Regions from separate parts of the Mus musculus genome. Here regions 1, 2 and 3 are each linked to region 4. A link is a contact called in public HiCAR-type, HiChIP or PLAC-seq and promoter capture Hi-C data. All regions are on one chromosome and are shown on one strand. Each heading gives the region's core, a stretch centred on a gene start, on an enhancer-like site or on the middle of the called end of the contact. The rest is flanking DNA. Distances are from core to core; before and after follow the strand shown.

The links. Promoter capture Hi-C pulls out the DNA fragments that hold promoters and counts their contacts. HiCAR-type assays count read pairs that join an accessible place to other places. HiChIP or PLAC-seq counts read pairs in DNA pulled down with a chosen protein or histone mark.
Region 1: a contact with region 4 is called in a HiCAR-type map of astrocytes, with 4 times the contacts expected there. The contact joins the enhancer-like site here to the promoter of Cnnm1 in region 4. A contact is called at or near these places in 3 of 39 promoter capture datasets (the 3T3-L1 cell line, embryonic stem cells and liver), 1 of 115 datasets of contacts at active chromatin or transcription factors (astrocytes) and 1 of 9 other capture datasets (embryonic stem cells).
Region 2: a contact with region 4 is called in a promoter capture Hi-C map of trophoblast stem cells, with 9 times the contacts expected there. The contact joins the enhancer-like site here to the promoter of Cnnm1 in region 4. A contact is called at or near these places in 15 of 39 promoter capture datasets (the 3T3-L1 cell line, the C10 cell line, HPC-7-derived erythroid cells and 10 more), 1 of 484 Hi-C or Micro-C datasets (bone marrow-derived macrophages), 6 of 115 datasets of contacts at active chromatin or transcription factors (embryonic basal ganglia, embryonic forebrain, embryonic hindbrain and 3 more) and 2 of 9 other capture datasets (embryonic stem cells and liver).
Region 3: an H3K27ac HiChIP or PLAC-seq map of embryonic stem cells shows a contact between it and region 4, with 6 times the contacts expected there. The contact joins the enhancer-like site here to the promoter of Cnnm1 in region 4. A contact is called at or near these places in 2 of 39 promoter capture datasets (3T3-L1-derived adipocytes and stem cell-derived epiblast-like cells), 4 of 115 datasets of contacts at active chromatin or transcription factors (astrocytes and embryonic stem cells) and 3 of 9 other capture datasets (adipose tissue, embryonic stem cells and macrophages).

Annotation. Positions count from the first base shown.
Region 1 is chr19:42,671,902-42,674,601 of GRCm38.p6, reverse strand. No RefSeq gene overlaps it. Among named protein-coding and RNA genes, the nearest start is that of Gm25216, 27 kb to the left of the region's middle. Within about 2 kb of position 1,386, at least 42 of the 459 cell types and tissues checked have an H3K27ac peak or open chromatin away from gene starts, as enhancers often do. A contact at or near this core is called in astrocytes, where this site is marked.
Region 2 is chr19:42,810,394-42,813,093 of GRCm38.p6, reverse strand. It overlaps Hpse2 (heparanase 2), which reads left to right. Exons shown (of 12, transcript NM_001081257.2): 10 at 69-214. Among named protein-coding and RNA genes, the nearest start is that of Hps1, 32 kb to the right of the region's middle. Within about 2 kb of position 1,308, at least 22 of the 459 cell types and tissues checked have an H3K27ac peak or open chromatin away from gene starts, as enhancers often do. A contact at or near this core is called in trophoblast stem cells, where this site is marked.
Region 3 is chr19:42,890,507-42,893,312 of GRCm38.p6, reverse strand. The region is part of intron 9 of Hpse2 (heparanase 2); the gene reads left to right. Among named protein-coding and RNA genes, the nearest start is that of Hps1, 110 kb to the right of the region's middle. Within about 2 kb of position 1,547, at least 8 of the 459 cell types and tissues checked have an H3K27ac peak or open chromatin away from gene starts, as enhancers often do. A contact at or near this core is called in embryonic stem cells, where this site is marked.
Region 4 is chr19:43,439,003-43,441,727 of GRCm38.p6, reverse strand. Cnnm1 (cyclin M1) reads right to left here and starts at 1,315. Exons shown (of 12, transcript NM_001373992.1): 1 at 1-1,315. The coding sequence starts at 1,283.

The DNA.
Region 1 (2,700 bases), core at 137-2,636, 770 kb after region 4:
ACTGGGTCCTACTGGGTATCCAGACCTCAGCTCAACTGGAGACCAGGCTGTCTGCATAGCCCATTGCCCTACAGCCCTAGAGGACTACAGTCCCAATGTTCTTACTATGGTGCTCTGACTTAATCCCCATTTTGCAGGAATATCAGTAAGTCACACTTCTGGGGGAGCAATTAGTCCCTGTTACCATCTGACCATCAAGTAAGTGTCCCCCAAAGACCCAAGCATCGACTGAGGTTATAGTTCCCAAGGTGGTGCTGTTGGTAAGTAATAGAACCTTAAGTCATTGGTGGAATGGTCTTTAAGGGGAATTGTGGGACCTCCCGAGCTTTTCTTTTGCTTCCTGGCTGAGAGGTGGGTGGTTTACTCTGTCACACACGCTCTGACATCGCCATTCAGCACCGAGGCCTAAAAGCAACCAGTACCCAGCTGAAGCCTCTAAAACAGGACCCCCTCTCTCATCCGTTAATTAGCTCACCAGTGGCAACCCGCTTTCCTTAGGAGAATGTGGGCACAGTTTGTGGGAGATTACATTGCTTAGGACTAACTCTGCATCTTGCACGTGTCACCGGAGACTCAAGTACCCTGGGCTGCATGGAACCAGAGACCCAGCTCCGGGTGTGAGGTGACTGAAAGTGACGTCTCACCTGTGGATGTCCTTGCAAAGCTCTTGCTTAACCGAGCTGACATATTTATATCCTGGAAGCTCGGTTTTTCTGGGCCCTCACTACTCTACAGGCCCCTTGGGGACAAGTAGATCTCTCCCAAGAGAACAATGTGTTTCTGAGCAGATGTGTGCCAAAGCCATCATTCAGAGAAGGTGCCTGTCATCTGCTTGCTTCCATATCCCCAAGAGCATCTTTGTCTCCCCAGTGAGGTGCCTTACATGACCATAGAGTCTGCTTCCTAATCTCCAGATGGAATCAAGGGCGGCTTCCAGTTCAGGTCAATGGTGGTCCATTTCTTTTTGACTGACTCCCTGGCTCAGGGAGAAGAGTCACTGTGGCAATGATAGATACCAGGCACCCCAGAGCTAGGCCTGAAGTCCACTCCGTAGTGCTTCAGAGACTCCCACTTGTCCTGCCTCAGTAGAGTCTCTGTCCTCGCTGCCCTTCAACAAGTGCAGTGGAGGTGACAGCCTCTGTCTGGGGCTGTGGCTCTTCCTGCTGCCCTGCCTCTCCCGCCCCTCCTCTGGTGGGTGTAAATTGGTTCACAAATCCTGCAATTCGTTTAGCTCATGCTCTGCTGGGTTTCCTTGGCGATTTTCTGGTTTACTGCCCGTTGCCTGGTTGCTAAGATTCCTTGTAAATTGCCTTGCCCTCTGCTCTGTACCGCCATTTGTCCAGGCTCCGGGTGGAAGCTGTTGTCCCGGCACTTGCCATGTGCTGCTCATGAATCGCTCTGAAGCAACAGATCTGCAGCAGGCCAGCCTGCCACCTGAATGGCAAAGAGGCAGCATGGTAACACAAAACCCAAGGGCACAGAGTTAATTTATGCCTCCCGACAGAAGTCGTCTTTCTCCTCTGCCTCACTCAGGAGGCGGAATCAATATATTGAGATGGTAGGATTGCTCACTCTTGAAAGGTTCCCCGATGCCACCATCCCGAAGGAACTACAGATGGCTGAAAGGCAGACAGGTGGCCCTCTGTGGACAGAGAAGATATGACTGCAAAGAGACTAAAAGCTCAGGCTTACTGCAGTGTTCTAAGTTCAAATATAAGCTCTGCCACTTCCTATCTGTGTGACCTTGGCTAAGTCACTTTAACACTCTGTGTTTTAATTGCCCTTCTATTAAAAGACCATCTACCACAATGGGGTTCTGGAAGGTTTAAATGGGTGATATATAGATAGCCTAGTCCCTGGCAGCCAGTAGGTGCTCAATAAATGCCAACCAAGGTCGCTATTGTCATCACTGGCACTGTGCTCTCCGTGCTCCCCGTGCTCCCCATGCACTGTGCTCCCTGTGCTCCCCAGCGCCGTGGCATTGCTATTCTGACCAGCCTTTGGGTGTGTTCTTGTTAGTTCCCTCCCTTGTCTGCCCACCTCTGCCGCTGCTGCCTCTGGCTAGCCCAGTGGCTTTTGCACTCTTTAATTGAGAAGGACGAGACGCTGATCGTGACAAGAAAGGGGAACGTCCTCTTCGGAGCAGAACTGTAAATTACATGTCACATTTCTGTAGATGCCACAGAGCTGTGTAATTGCAGGCAAGATTTTGGTGTCCTAGGCTGGTGGGGCTTTGTATAGAGCCTCTGTATAAGCCCCAATAGGAAGGTGTGCCCTGGGAACCAACGCTCGGTCCTCAGCAGCCACCAGGCTGGGGGACCATTGTACTGTTCTTTTATCTGCCAGGCCTTCATCTTCCAAAAGCCGGGCCTGTTCTTCACAGAAACTCAACAGGGAGGAGGGTGAGAAGCTCCATCCAGCACCCGTCACTCGCCCCCAGTTCTGAAATGCTGGTCTGCCCCTCACTCTGCTTAGCTGACGGAGGGAAAGCTGGGTCCTAAACCCCACCTGCACTTCTCAGAGCTGGGAAACTGCTTCCATCTCTCTTCAAACTCCTCTTTAGGCTGCACATCTCAAATCCTCTCCACTGACCTGGATGGCTCTCCAGCTAGTTCTCTATCTGCACTGTTCCAGGCTAGCCCCCATCTGTCAGCCTGTGGCTCAGAACACAGAGCCAGACTGGAAGACCTCAATGTAGCC
Region 2 (2,700 bases), core at 59-2,558, 630 kb after region 4:
CATGTTTTCTCAGCACACCTGAGTGCGCATGCGTTGTCTCTCTGACTCCACCTCTCCATTCCCCTCAGGACTATTGGCTTTCTCTGCTTTACAAGCGTCTGATTGGCCCCAAAGTCCTGGCAGTGCATGTAGCTGGGCTCCAGCGGAAGCCTCGGCCAGGAAGAGTCATCCGAGACAAACTAAGAATCTATGCTCACTGCACAAACCACCACAAGTAAGTTTTCCCACAAACGGTGGGAGCAGAAGGTCACCCAATAGCAGCCCCTCTTAGAAAGCCGGGGTCCTGGGACCCTTCAGAGCCCACCTTTGTTCACTTGGTCTTAACTGAATACTGCCTCTGTGGTCACCATTCTCTTTGCAGGTTGCCGAGGACTGATAGCTTCTTGTCAAGGAAGCCTTTCGTCTCTAGGATTTACTCAGGAAGGGTTCAGACAATGCTTTTTGTTCAGTCTCTTCCTCAAACAACAGATGTTTATTGGGCACTTTGGCTGTGCCAGTTGATGTGATGCCCACAAAAATTGTGTGTGTGTAAACCTGAGCCAAGACAAGAGGCTGAGTGTGACGCTCTGACCCACCACAGAGCCTAAGAAAATAAGTATCTATGGCACAAGAGCACGGGGTCCAGACTGGTTGGTGTCCCACCTAGGTCTCTGGAAAAGAGTGCCCAAGGGGAAGCACGCTAGCTTCAGGGACAGTTCCCATATTTCAGAAACCTCAGCCATGTTAAGTGTTAGAAGGCTGTAAAATGTAGACTTCCTTTGGAGGCAAAGAGGTTCTGGAAGCATCGGAACCCAGCGTGGTACTGAGAGCGTACCCTCCTTTTGGCCTGAAGTACTGGGCATCAACACAGTTCTCTTTAAAACAGGTAAGTCAATTACTAGTGAAGTTTGGCAGGTTTTCTTTTTAAGTTTAAAACATACAGGCCATAGGGGAAATTTTTAAAACTGAATCTAAAACAAAAACCAACTGGCCATCTCTGTCTTACATCACTTCCTGTTTAAGGCAGAGGCGATTACCCTAGGAAGAATTCTTTCTCTTACTACAGAGAAAACCTGGGGGCAGGACTGCCTCCTGGCTCCTGTCAGACCTCCATCCAGGGCCTATCTGGGCTGATCAAGGGGAGGGAAGCACAAAGAGCTGCTGTGGTCGGATTACACCATATGTTCCTTCTCCAGCCTTGATGAGACAGAGGCCAAGCCTGTTCATTCCTCATGATAAGATGCTTTCAAAGCCTCACTGTAAGCAGAGGTGGGCGCCAGGGGCTGTTGTCTTCCCTGTAGATACAAGTGCCTATTGTAGAGGAGGGAACGCTGTCCTGGGGACAGGCCAGAAGCTTTCAACATCCCATTTGCTCAGCAGGAAGCTCTGTCCCTTACCTGACAGTGACTGACTGCTTTATGGCCTTGCCTGGAATTATCTGATCATCACACAAGGCAACATTGTATTCCTTGTCTGTGGCAGGCCCTGAGGCAGCCACCCAAAAGGTGGACCCCAGCCTCAAGAGAAAAAATTACTCCTGGCACCTTCTGTCCCTATTGGAAAATGCACCAGTCTGCGGCCTTTGTAATAGTAGTCTGCGTCCAGGAATAGGCCAGCAATACATATAAGTGCTGAGAAGGATTTGTGTGTCCTCACTGAGGGCTCCCATGGAGGCCCTTCCCAGGGCTCACACTAGTGCTCATGGACATTTCATGAGAAGGTCTCACTTACATCCTGATGGTACCTTGAACCTGGGGCCAGTGGTCCTGTGTATGTTCTTTGTGTCTGATACAGTGGCAGGCATGAGAAAGGTCTTGTAAGTACATGAAACACGGTGCTCCTCACTGAGCTGTAGTTACAGAGCTTGCCGATCATGTCAGCTAGAGGGGGGAGTGTAATAAAATGGTATAGAATTCTACCGCTCACTATCATGAGACCTCCAACAACCTCTCCCTGCCCCAACTATGCCCCCACTTCTATGGAAGCCAATCAGAGAACCTCTTGAAAGGAGTTCCACCAAGCTCCTATCAAAATAAACTCTCCCTCTCATTAAAGGAAAGAAGACTACAATAATGATAAGGACCAAGTTAAAGGTCTTTTTCATTCCTTCAAATATGTAAGGAATGGATACTTTTGCAAGGTCTCCTCCTTGCAAAAAGTATCAGGTGCCCAGATAACTAGGCACAACGGTAGGAGAGACACCTGCTCCTAGAAGCCATGTATCTCTCTTGTCTCACAGCCTCACCAGTTAGGAGCAGCACTATTGGCTGATGCACTTAAATTTCTTTGTAGGCAAAGAAGACAAAACTACAGAATCATCTCATAACAGATATATTGGCTACATACCAATCAACCTTGGCGAACAGTCTGAAATAAATATCCTATATTAAAACAGGAGGCTTGGGCTGCTTGTACTTCCATAACCTTCTGAGGTTCTGGGGAGTCTGTAACATCCCCTGTGTGTAAGAAGTTTTGCACAGTGTGTATCCCCTGTATGTCAATGGCAGCCTTCTTGTTGCAGAGTTTTTCATCTGAAGAAGGTTCTTAGAGATCAATCAGCCTTGTGCCCCACAGAGCATAGACATCCCTTTTATATCTCCCTGGTAGTCATTTGTCACCCACTAGGACACCTTCATGTCTCTCATGCATTATGGATCCTTTCCGACCTCGCAGAGCCTGATCCCCTAAAACTGATTTAGGAGAAGTCAGGTTCTCACACCA
Region 3 (2,806 bases), core at 298-2,797, 550 kb after region 4:
AATGTGTATTGTTGACATGCTCACAGCCCTGTAAAGTACCCAGAGGACTTCTGCAAGGCCTTCTACATATGGGTCAGGCTCAGAGGGATGGCAAAGCCTTCCTCTGAACCTAATATGAATGCTAAGAGTGTATGCAAAATCTAGCACCAGCAACTTCCTCTACCCAGATGTTTACAGCCTCAAACTATTTGCTGGCAGAGACCTTCTGCTGAGACCAGCTAACTCTCCACCCTGCCCCCACCACCATCCTGTGCATAACAGACTTGTGGTACCTGGTGGCCATATATTTGTTCTTGTTCCGTCAGAGCTCACACCCACCAACCAGCCCAGCCTTGCTGTCTGTGTGCCTATGTGTCTGCCCTTCTCTATTCCTTTACCATCCCAGTCAGGTTTCAGGCCCAAGCTGTGCTGGACCAGCATCTGGGGACAGAGATGTTTATGCCACATGCTAGCACTGGTGGCCTGTCTGCTAACATTTGATTACTAATTGACCCTCATTCAGCAACATCCACTTCTCCGGAGTTTTTGGTTTTCCTTCATACTGGCACCTGCTCTTAGAACTGACATAGCCTCTGCTCCCCAAACCCTGAGACTTCATAGTTTAATTCTGTCACCAAAATTATTCTAGAACATGGAAGTTCCTTGTGACCTTACAGACCATGGAAATCTGAGGTCAGACAAAAGCAGTGTCAAGCTAGGCATGCTGAATGTGCCTCCTTTTGCACTCAAAGTGCCACTGATCCCTGGCCCCACAGCTGCCCTGAGTTGGCCTGGGAAGTCTTCCAACAGTGCTTTGTTCTTTTTCCATTGCCCACCAACTAGGGAGTGAATACTGAGTATCTTTCCTGTGGTCCAGGTCTAGTTTCCTGCAAACCTTCCCTATATATATATATATCATGTCATGTACTGTCTTCTCTACAGTGTGGTTTCTAATGAACTTCTGTGTTCATACCCCAAAGTGTTGTTAAATTAAGAACAGTTTTAGGAGTAGACATATAACAAAATATTTTTAAGACCGTTGCCTTATGAAAGATTTTTTAAAGCTAACTTGAAACTCGAAGTGGAGGACTGATCTTTTCAAGGGGCCTCCGACTTTAGCATAAGCTCAGATATCTAATTAGAGAGATATAAGGAGCTGAGGGACAGCAAGATCCCTAGAGAATACAGCTGAGCATGCTGTAGAGAAAGAGTGACACGCCGGTCACTTCGTGTATTCTCTCATTTCAGTGAAACATTCGTAATTAAACTGTTTTACCTTTAATTTCTTACTTAAGATCCCAAAATATACTTTTATCACACTTTATTGCCTTCTACAGAGCAGAAAATCATCCAGAGCACATTAGCATATGTCTTCTTTCAAAAATGCAGACAAAGAGAAGGTTCAGAAGGAGCGTTCTGACTCCAGAAGGTCAGAAGCTGTTTCTGAACTTAGACAAGAGAGGTTAGCGGAAGTTCAGTTGATTTCGGGAATCCTTGGACAAGGCAGTTCTCAGAAGAGGGAGGAACTGTGCTCAAGAGTTAACAGCCATTGTTTAGGCAATTTGAATTTTATTAAGAGGGGTAGGAAGGAACAGCTGTGGGAGACACAGACATGCTAGGGACAAGGACGTAGTGGAAAATTCTCTGTCCTTAAGTGTCTCTTAATTTACCAAGTGGAAAAATATACCCGTGCTGTCTTCAGCTTGTGTGAGTAAGTCTTCTGATGGTGTGGCCTGATCCGCCTGAGAACTCAGTCTCTTCTGAACTAAATGTACAAACTTCTTACAAACTGTGGTGAGGTTCACACACTTTGAGCATAGTAAGTAGGATTTCCATCAATGTCTGCTTTTCTGGGCTGGGAAGAATCTGTCTTCTTCAAACAATGACAGAGACAAACGCAAGCAGGATGATCACCGTGAGAACTTGGCCACAGCACTGTGAAAGGTCATGGCAGAAACTGGTGCTCTCGGAGAGAGGTTAGTGTTTGATCTGTGCCTCAAAAATGGTAGTGTTAGAGATAATACAAGGTAGTCCTTAATTCTTATCCTGTGCTGTCCATTTTATAAATATAGCATCTCTCATCTTCTCACATCCTATGCCACTGATGAAGATCTCATTTACTTAAGAAGCAGAGAGGGTCAGTCGGTGGTGGCGCACGCCTTTAATCCCAGCACTCGGGAGGCGGAGGCAGGTAGATTTCTGAGTTCGAGGCCAGCTTGGTCTACTGAGTGAGTTCTACAACAGCCAAGGCTATACAGAGAAACCCTGTCTCAAACAAACAAACAAACAAACAAACAAACAAACCCAACTCCCACCCCACCCCCCAAAAAAGAAGCAGAGAGGGGAGCCACAGAGGATAATACCTGTCCTGAGGGCACAGTTAGAAGTGGCAAGCCCAGAACACTCTGGCGCCAAAGCCTGGTACCATTCTGTGCACCAGTGTTCCCCAAGTTAAGATGGGTATAACTAATATGGAGAGAGAGCAAACAGGGTGTGCTGTGTCTGCAAGCAGGACAATATGGGCTGTTGACGCCACCAGAACAACTGCACCCTCCTCCTTGTTCTTGTGAGATCAGAAGGAAGTTTCAGTGTGATGGCCTGTGTCCTTGGTACTCGGCCAGTCCCCACTCTCCAGATCGAGGACAGCATATGCCTGCTACAACTGGACAGTGTATCCATCATATAAACCATTGTTTTCTAGTTGTGAAAGATTACATTTAATTTTTATGTAATATGATATAAAGTAAACATTTAAGTAATTATTAAGGAAATGCTGGTGTAGATGGACAAAGGAGCGGCCACAGCTGAGGCCCTTAGGGTGGGGCAG
Region 4 (2,725 bases), core at 66-2,565:
ACCTTGGTGCGCAGCTCCAGGGCTCCCTGAATGATGTTGAGCTCTTCCTTCACCAGGTCGCTGTAAGGGTCGGCGGCCCGCAGCGTCTCCAGCAGCTTTTCCCTCGTGTAGAAGGTGCTGATCTCCTGGCGCAGAGCCCAGTCCAGGAGGCGGCCCAGAGGGTAGCACACCGGGAAGGCAGCCGCCATGAGGAGCCGGGTCAGGCACACACTGTGCGAGGCGATGGCCAACCCGTGGCGCGAGCACACCGAGTACGGACAGATCTCGGCTCCCAGGAACACGGCGCCGGTGCACACCAGCGCCGGCAGCCACGGGAAGTGAACCCCCGCCTCGCCGGAGTCCTCCCCGGGGTCCCCGACGCCCGGCGGCAGCGAGGCGTACAGCCAGCCGGCCAGCGCGGCATTGGCGCCGGCTTGGCCCAGGAGCAGGGTGCAGAGCAGATGGGTCCCCCTGCCGCGCACGGCCTGCACGCGGCGCGCCTGCTCCTGCTCGGCGGCCGAGCCACTGTTCCGCAGCACCCGTAACTCCACCGGGTCCAGCGAGAGCAGGCTCAGGCGCAGGCCGCTGAACAGGGCGGACAGGGCCAGCAGCAGGAGCGCCCCGAGCGCTCGCAGCCACGCGGGCGGCAGCAGGTCCCCACCCGGGCCGTAGAGGCGCGGGCGGACGCGCAGCAGGAAGCCGCCGGCGGCGCCGTGGTGGTGCCAAGCGCGCCCGTCCCAGGCGCACAGCGAAAAGAGCTTCCCGCCGCCGCCCGCGCCGCCGCGCTCCGCCTCGCCCTTCCGCAGCTCCCGCACCCGCACCTGGACCAGGGCCGAGCCCGCCACGCCCCCGGGGCGCAGGGGCCCCAGGACCTCCACGTCCGACGCCCAGTCGCTCTGCTCGCGGCAGCGCTGAGGTCCCGGGGGACGCGTGGGGACCGCGCTGGGCGCCGCGCCGCCCGCGCCCGGGGGCTCCTCGATGAACACGAGCCGCGGGGCCCAATCGCCCGTGCCGTTTTCCCCCGGGGCCAGGGAGGGTGCGGGCACGGGCGCGGCGGGGACCGGCGGGCCAGGCTGGAAGTAGACCCGCAGGAGGAAGCTGGTGCCTTCGGCCGCCCGCAGGGTGCCCCCCTCCAGAGACACGCGGCCTCCGGCAGTGTCTTCGGGTCGCAGACCCAGTAACCAGGCAGCGGCGGCCGGGGGCCGAGGGGACAGGGAGAAGAAGAGCAGGAGTACGGCGCCCCGGCTGCAGCAGTCCCGGAGCCTGACACCCAGCGCTGCTGCCGCCGCGGCCGCCGCCGCCATCCTGCACCCGGCGCGGTTGCACGTGATACTGCAGCAAGCCGAGCGCGAGCTGGAGGGAGGGAGGAGGAGCTGGAGCCCGGAATCCAGCCCCAGGCAGGTCACCACGTGTGCTCCCCTTGCGCGCGTGGGCTGGAGGCGGGGGTGGGGGAGGTGATGGTGGGAGTGGTAGGAACCCGCCTGGTGGCCACGCACCGTCACAGTGCCTAGCCTGGATACACTTAAGTATATCTGAGCCCTGGGAAGGCTGGGTTTGGAGCATGGCCTCCTACATCTGTAGTTCCTCCTCTTCAACCTTCCCCCATTCCACTCCCTGCCCTTATGGCGAATTCCCGGCAGTAATTCCAAACTGCAGGCTCACTGCTTCCCATTGGACCCAGGAAATTTCCCAGCGTTTTCCTTCTGTCCTTCGTGTTCTTGCTTCTAATTAAAAGATATTCTGGTGGTTGGTCCTATGAAATCCGTGAAAAAAATTGGCCTCAATCAAATTCTAGCTAATCTTTCATATTGTAAAAATTTCCAAATTATTTAAGTGCAATTCCTTGTTAAGATACCAGTGTTAATCAATAAATTGAAATGCATTATGGGACCAATTTGGAACAGAGTATTATGCATCCAGGAAAAGACTGTACAATACCCAATGTCTATATAATTTGGAAAAGTCACCAAAGAAAAAAAATAGTAAGGTTCAGGACCATGATGCAATATACCGCCGTTTTGTTAAAAGTATTCACGGATAAAGTTTATGCACATGCTCGTGTATGCCAATGGGAGGATGCTCAATAAATACAATAACAGGATTAGTCTCAATGCACAGATTAACAAGAAGTTGTTAAAAGAATACACAGAAACAACTCTGCTTTTCACTCAGTTCCTTCTACGGTTTACATCAAAAGCAGGAAACCGACATTGGGGTAAAACTCCTATCATTTTGTCATATCTAAATTTGTGTAACCACCATCACTGTAGTAAAAATACACACCCGACTGTTCCCCAGGAAGATCTGGGAGCCTTTCCCCCACTGAACTGCTCACGTTATTTCTATCCACCATCTGCTAGTGTTGCTTTATTTTTATGACTCGATTCTTAAGTGTATGTAGCAAAAATCACTTTTTTTTTGTTATATTGCTATGTATGTTCCATTGCGTTTTGAGACTGGGTCTCATGTCACACAGGCCAAGCTCACTCGATTGCCAAGAATGATTCCAGGATTACGCATGTGCACCACGACCCTCTGCAATGCTATTACACACGTCGATGGATGCGTGTTCATGTACCCATCCTAGTAAAAAGTAGTTCCATTCTGACCTGGGGATGTAGCTTGCTTGCCTAGCACACAGTAGGCCCTGGATTCCACCCCCCCCACCCCTCCCACCCCAACCCCCGCCCCCCACATCACACCTGCACTTGGAGTGGGTGGTTCCATCCTTGGCCTTTTCCTCTGT